Regions from separate parts of the Pan troglodytes genome. Here region 1 is linked to region 2. Evidence: chromatin contacts called from public HiChIP or PLAC-seq data. All regions are on one chromosome and are shown on one strand. The core of a region is the stretch at or near the end of the contact, and the rest is flanking DNA. Distances in the headings are between cores, read along the strand shown.

The links. HiChIP or PLAC-seq counts read pairs in DNA pulled down with a chosen protein or histone mark.
Region 1: an H3K4me3 HiChIP or PLAC-seq map of stem cell-derived excitatory neurons shows a contact between it and region 2, with 2.9 times the contacts expected there. The contact joins the promoter of NDUFA4L2 here to the promoter of GLI1 in region 2. A contact is called at or near these places in 1 of 7 Hi-C or Micro-C datasets (induced pluripotent stem cells) and 1 of 1 datasets of contacts at active chromatin or transcription factors (stem cell-derived excitatory neurons).

What each region holds. Positions count from the first base shown.
Region 1 is chr10:38,791,087-38,793,833 of NHGRI_mPanTro3-v2.0_pri, forward strand. NDUFA4L2 (NDUFA4 mitochondrial complex associated like 2) reads left to right here and starts at 1,352. Exons shown (of 5, transcript XM_063786476.1): 1 at 1,352-1,412. It overlaps LOC134807528, which reads right to left. Exons shown (of 3, transcript XM_063786178.1): 2 at 1,879-2,747. The coding sequence ends at 1,972.
Region 2 is chr10:38,570,207-38,572,906 of NHGRI_mPanTro3-v2.0_pri, forward strand. GLI1 (GLI family zinc finger 1) reads right to left here and starts at 1,417. Exons shown (of 10, transcript XM_063786406.1): 1 at 1,001-1,417. LOC129136526 (a long non-coding RNA gene) reads left to right here. Exons shown (of 3, transcript XR_008538279.2): 2 at 1,645-2,325.

The DNA.
Region 1 (2,747 bases), core at 102-2,601, 220 kb after region 2:
ATGCTAAGGCAAAACCAATTTACTGGCTCATTGGGCGGCAATGCTGGTGTGCGGATGCCGAGAAGCAGGGAGAGCGGCTGTTCTCCCCCAACACTCGGGGGGCGCCCCCCTCCCTAGCCTCACTGAGCCGGCAGCTGTCCCTAATTAGAGCGGCGGTTTAATTGGATTTATCAGCAGTTAATAGGAAATTAAGCAAAGGGCCCGAGAGAAGGGGGGCGGGAAAAGCGGGGAAACAGGCTGTGCTGAACTAGGAGGGGTGCTAGGGTACCAGGGGTGGGGACATGTGACCCAGTGTCCCGATCGAGCCCCACGGTCACACCCTCCCGTCATTACTCACCAAGACTCTTAAGCCCTGGCCCGCGGGCCGGAGAGCAGGTCCCCAGAGAGGGCGGCAGGCGTGACAGCGACCCTATGTGAGCTCCCAGCGCCCTCCATCCCCCTAAGCGGCGCCTGGGTGATGGATGATACTGCCGCATGCTGCAAAGGTCATAAGTCTGGGCCAAGGAGCAGACTGAATTGAAAACAGATCCGAGGAAGGGCCGGTACTAGGGTACAAGACAACCGGCACCCCAACCTCCTCCACTGCCCACTCCACTCAGCGCGCGCGCGCACACACACACACACACACACACGTGCCCCTTGAAGTTGGAAGACTGGGCAGCACGGGGGGAAAAGGCAGAGTACAGAGTGACCCTTTCTATAAACCCCACCAGCAGCAGTGTTGGGGATCCTGAGAATCTCCCGGTGCAGCTCCAGTGTTCCCTTTAGGCTCTGCCTCCACGAAACTGCCCGATTTGGGTCAGTGAGGTCCGCCGGGTCTGCTGCTCAGGGGCAGCCCAACGTCGGCGCTACCCGCCCTAGGGGCCAGTCAAGGAAGCTTGCAGACAGCTAAGCCCTGGTGCACGGGCCTCCTAGTCCACAGCCCCAAGCGCCTCCTGTCACCAAGACCTCATCATACTGCTAGGCTAACAAGGCCTGCTCCGGAGACCCTGACGACCTCCCTGCCACATTCCACCCCGCAGGGCACAGATGGCAACTCCTGCATATGCTAAGGTGTGCTAGCCTCTGAGTGGGCGTGGGTGGGCTCTCCGTGCCCCTGGCAATTATGGACGTCTGTATCTCCGGCGTGTGGTTTGTGTGTGTCCGTTTGTTCCCTGGGTATGTGAGGTGTGTCTACCTGAGCCCCAGGTGTGTCCGACTCTGTGCCCGGGTGTGTGTCTGTGCCCCTGAGTGTGTCTATATCTGTCGGGTTTGTCCACTTCCCCGTCCCCAGCTCCCATCTGGGTGATTTTGCCCGGGTGTGCCTCCGCGTGGGGGCGTTTCCGTGCGTCTCCGCCTGCAGGTCTGTGTATGTGTGAAAATCAGGAAGAGCCAGCGGGGAGTGTGTGTTGCCATCGCGTCTCCGCCTGCAGGTATGTGTGTCTCGGTGACAGTGCGTAGGCGTGTGCCTGGGTGTGAGCCGCGCGGCGGCGTGTATCCGAATGACAGTGTGACGCACGTGCGCGCGCGCGTGTGTGTGTGTGCGCGCGCCGGGGTGAGTCTCCCGCCCCCACTCCTTCCTTTCCCCATTTCTATTCCTCTCTCCTCTCCCGGCCAGCTCGGCTTCGCCGACCGCATCATCTCCATCCATTATTGAAGAAACAGCCGCGTCCGCTCCAATCACATCAACACCCCCGCCCCCTTTCCGTTCCGCTCGCCCAGCGGCCCCTCTGGGTGCTGAGGAGAGGGGAAGCCAAGGCGCGGTGGGGGCGCCGGGTGGGAATGGGCTTATGACCCTTGCCCCAAGCCCGGCCAGAAGCCGGGACGCCGGGGTCCCCGGCGGAGAGCGCTTTGCATAAACAGATGGCGCGGGCGTCTTTGTCTCACTCGTTCGCTCACCGCGCAGCTCCCGGCTCCGCTTCTGTCTGGCTGATGCAATCATGATCATCTCGGTGCCTCGGGACCCGGCGCCCTTAATAATGGCAGAGGGGGTCAGGGGCCCTGGGGCTCCCGAGCAGATGCTGGGCCCTGTGTCTTCCTTTCCGGGCGCCCCTCCACGTCCCACAGCCGCAGCGGGAAGATCAACGCTGCGCGGAGTTGACGGGCATGTGGAGGTGACCAGGAGGAGGACCCCGGGCAGTGCCCCGAGGCATCTCCGGGCTGCCCTGTTGGGCTGCTGCAGTCCCCAGAGGCAGCAACCCAGAGAATAGGAATAGAGCTGGGGAGTGGGGTTGGGGAGAGACAGAGATAAAGACAGAGACAAAGAGAGGCATTAGTAAAGAGAGACACAGTGAGATGGAGAGATGTGGAGGGAGGGAGCGAGACACAAAGAGACACAGAAAAACCGATGCAGAGGGACAAAGCCAGGTAGGGAAGGCAGCAAGAGGGAGAGCAGACAGACACAGCCAGAATAGGGAAGAGAGAGATGGACATACCCAGAGACAGGAAGCAGACAGAAGGCAGAAAGAACAAGAGGCAGAAAGAAGGGCAGCCAGAGGCTAGGACAGGCCGGGTCAGAGGGCTTAGGGCAATCTCGAATCTGCAGCCCAGAAGCAGAGATGAAGCCCCCGCCTCCCCAGCCCCCAGGCATCTGAGGATGCCCAACCCCAGAAGAGGAACCCGCCTGAACCCTGGGTGCCGATTGTGGCTGGAGAGATAGGAGCTTCCGCGTCCCCTCTCCGCCCTCCGGTCCCATCTCACACCAGAAGAGTGGAGGCTGCGGGACCCACTGTCTTGGCGGCGGGAGTGGCGGAGTGACGGGCTGGGCG
Region 2 (2,700 bases), core at 167-2,666:
CCCAGCTCTCCAGACCCCTAAAACCCTCAGTCCCCAGGCTCTACGGGGTCCCCTTTCCCTAATCCTGTCCCGAAAGCTAGCTGCCCAGTGCTGATTGTTTCGGGGTCATGGGACCTGAAAGAGGATTCAGAGCGGGGAGCAAGGGCAGGCAGGGTGGTCTGAGCCAGAGGAGGGGCCTCGATCCCCAGCTCCCGTTTGGGCAGGGGGCCAACGGGGATACACAGGCTGGCAGTGGCCAGTGGTCCCGCCCAGCCCCGGTAGGGGTCTCCCTGCGGCTGGCTCCCGCTGCCCCGGTGGTCCTGAGGTCAGAGGGTCAAGACAAGGTCTCCCCGGCTCCTCCTGAGCTCCTTGCCCACAGCCCCTGGGACTCAGGAGTCCAAATTGCATGGGGTCATTCTAGGGCCTTCACTAGACCTTGGACAGCCCCCCGCCCCAGCCCCCTTCCAAGTCCAGAAGACACTCCCCTAAAGCACAAGCATCCACTGGCACATCTGTCACAAGACAGGTCAAAGGTTCAAGCCTGGCTGGCCCGTAGTGGCTCTGTTGCCTCCCACACACCCGTCCCCACCCCACCTGGAGCTCCCTCCTTTGCAGTCCCCACCTTTCAGAAACACTGACGTCTTCCTACCCCACGCGCAGACACACACCTGGGGTTACCTCTCTACAACGCAGACCTCCAGCTAGCCATCCCTCCAGCCTCTTCAACTTAACCGCATGAAAGTGAGATATTTCTAATATATGGGAGAGGCGGAGACAAAGACCCACGGTTCCCTGAGACAGAGATACACAGACTGACAGAAGAAAAAAGGGAAGAAAAAGAAGATACAGAGAAAGATACAAGTGAAAAATCTGGAGTTTCTAATGTCTCACCCCAGGCTCTCCCACCCCTATTTTGCCTCTATGTCCCGGGTCTGGGATGAGTCCCTAAGAAGCTGAGCATCCCCTCAGGCCCCCTCCCCCACTGCTCCCAGGTGGTCCCCCGCCTGCCCCCCCTTCTCACCTCTGTCTGGGCGCTGGGCTCGGGATGCGCGGTCCAGGGCTGGAGTCTGGGCTGGGGGGTGTGCGGTGGGGAGGGGGGGCGGAGAGGGCCACGGCAGCGCAGCCTCGATGCCACCCCCACCCCCCCAACCTGGCCCCCAGCCCTCCCGCCGGCCCAGCCCGCCGGGCCGCAAGCCCGGACCACCCGCGAGAAGCGCAAACTTTTTTTTTCCCTTTTGCAAAAACTTTTTCTCGCTCCAGCCGCTGGCGCGCCGCCGCTCTTCCCGCTCGCCCCTCACCTCCCTTCTATTTCCCTCCCTCTTGCCGTTCTGGAGGATGAGGCGGGGTAGCTGGAAGCAAGAGAAGGGGTGCCGGGCTTATTGCACCCCCAGGACCCCCAGGATCCTCCCCCTCCCTTGAGGGACCCTATACTGCCTACGCCCCCCTCCCCCCCCCCCCCGGCTGAACACGCTGCTGTTGGTGAGTACTAAATCCCGGCTTGGATTTCTGGATCGGCTGGCCCCAAAGAGGCCCCGACAACCAGATTGAGGAAAATATTGCGGGGCAGGGGGAGAAGTTCAACCGAGAACGATAATAGTGGAGGTAGGGTAGTCGCCTTTGGTTGGTGCTAACTGAGCATTCTGCCATCCTGTGGTTTATCTGCAGGCCTCATCCTTTGGATGGAACTTGCAGCGGCTGGGACAGAGTTGCGGTTTGGGGCAAATCAAGTTGGGTTGGGGGCTCTGGAAGAAGGTGAGGAGTCTATGGAGCATAAAAGCAAGGAGCAGCGGCTGAGGCTCTGGGTGCAGGGTGTGGTTCACGAGGTCACCAAGGAGCCCTGGGACTGAAGCCCCTTTCCCTAGAACCCCGGCTCTACGTCTCGAAGTTCTGGAGACTGCCGCCCCTCCGCACCACGTCACTGCAGGCTCTAGCTGCTCTTCCAGGCTTTCTGCTCCCTCTGCTGGCCGTTCTCACACATGACACCCGCTCGGAGTCGAAGCAGAAGAGCTGGGGAACTGAAGGAGGAGCCCAGCTGAAGGAGGAGCCCCTCACTAAAGCCCACTTAAAAGCCCAGGAGGTGGATATGTGAGCTCTGAGAAACGGAGAGGCAGAGGTTGCTATGCCCAGCCGTACTGCCTGACAGGGAAGTGCCCTGCCTCTTCAGATTTGCATTGCCATCGTGACCGGATATAAGGGAGGGGCAGCATTTCAGTCTCTGATTTTTATGAGAAAGAGGAGGAAGCATGACAAGGAAAAAGGGCACCCTCTCCCCTTTTTTTCAACCCCAGAGGCAGACCTCCCACATCCTAGCTCTGCTTCCAAGAACCACCCCCTTGGGTGTGGAAGGTCAGTGGGTTAACTGTTCAGTCTGAGGGTCAAGGGGGAAAAGAAAAGGTGAAGGTAGGGGGAGATCTGGGACTTTGACCCAGACTAGTTATCCCCAGAGGGTCAGAGACCCAGCTCAGTCAGACCAGACTAATGGTCACTGAAAAAAAGGCACCCCACACATGCTCCTGTCCCAGCCTCGAGCCCCTTCTTCCAGAGGAGCTATTTATGTATTTATGTATTTATTTATTTTTATTTGGGATGGGGTCTCACTATTTGCCCAGGCTGGAGTGCAGAGGCTACTCACAAGTGTGATCATAGCCTCGAACTCCTGGGTTTAAGCGGTCTTCCGGCCTTAGCCTCCTAAGTAGCTGGGACCACCGGTGCCCAGCAAGA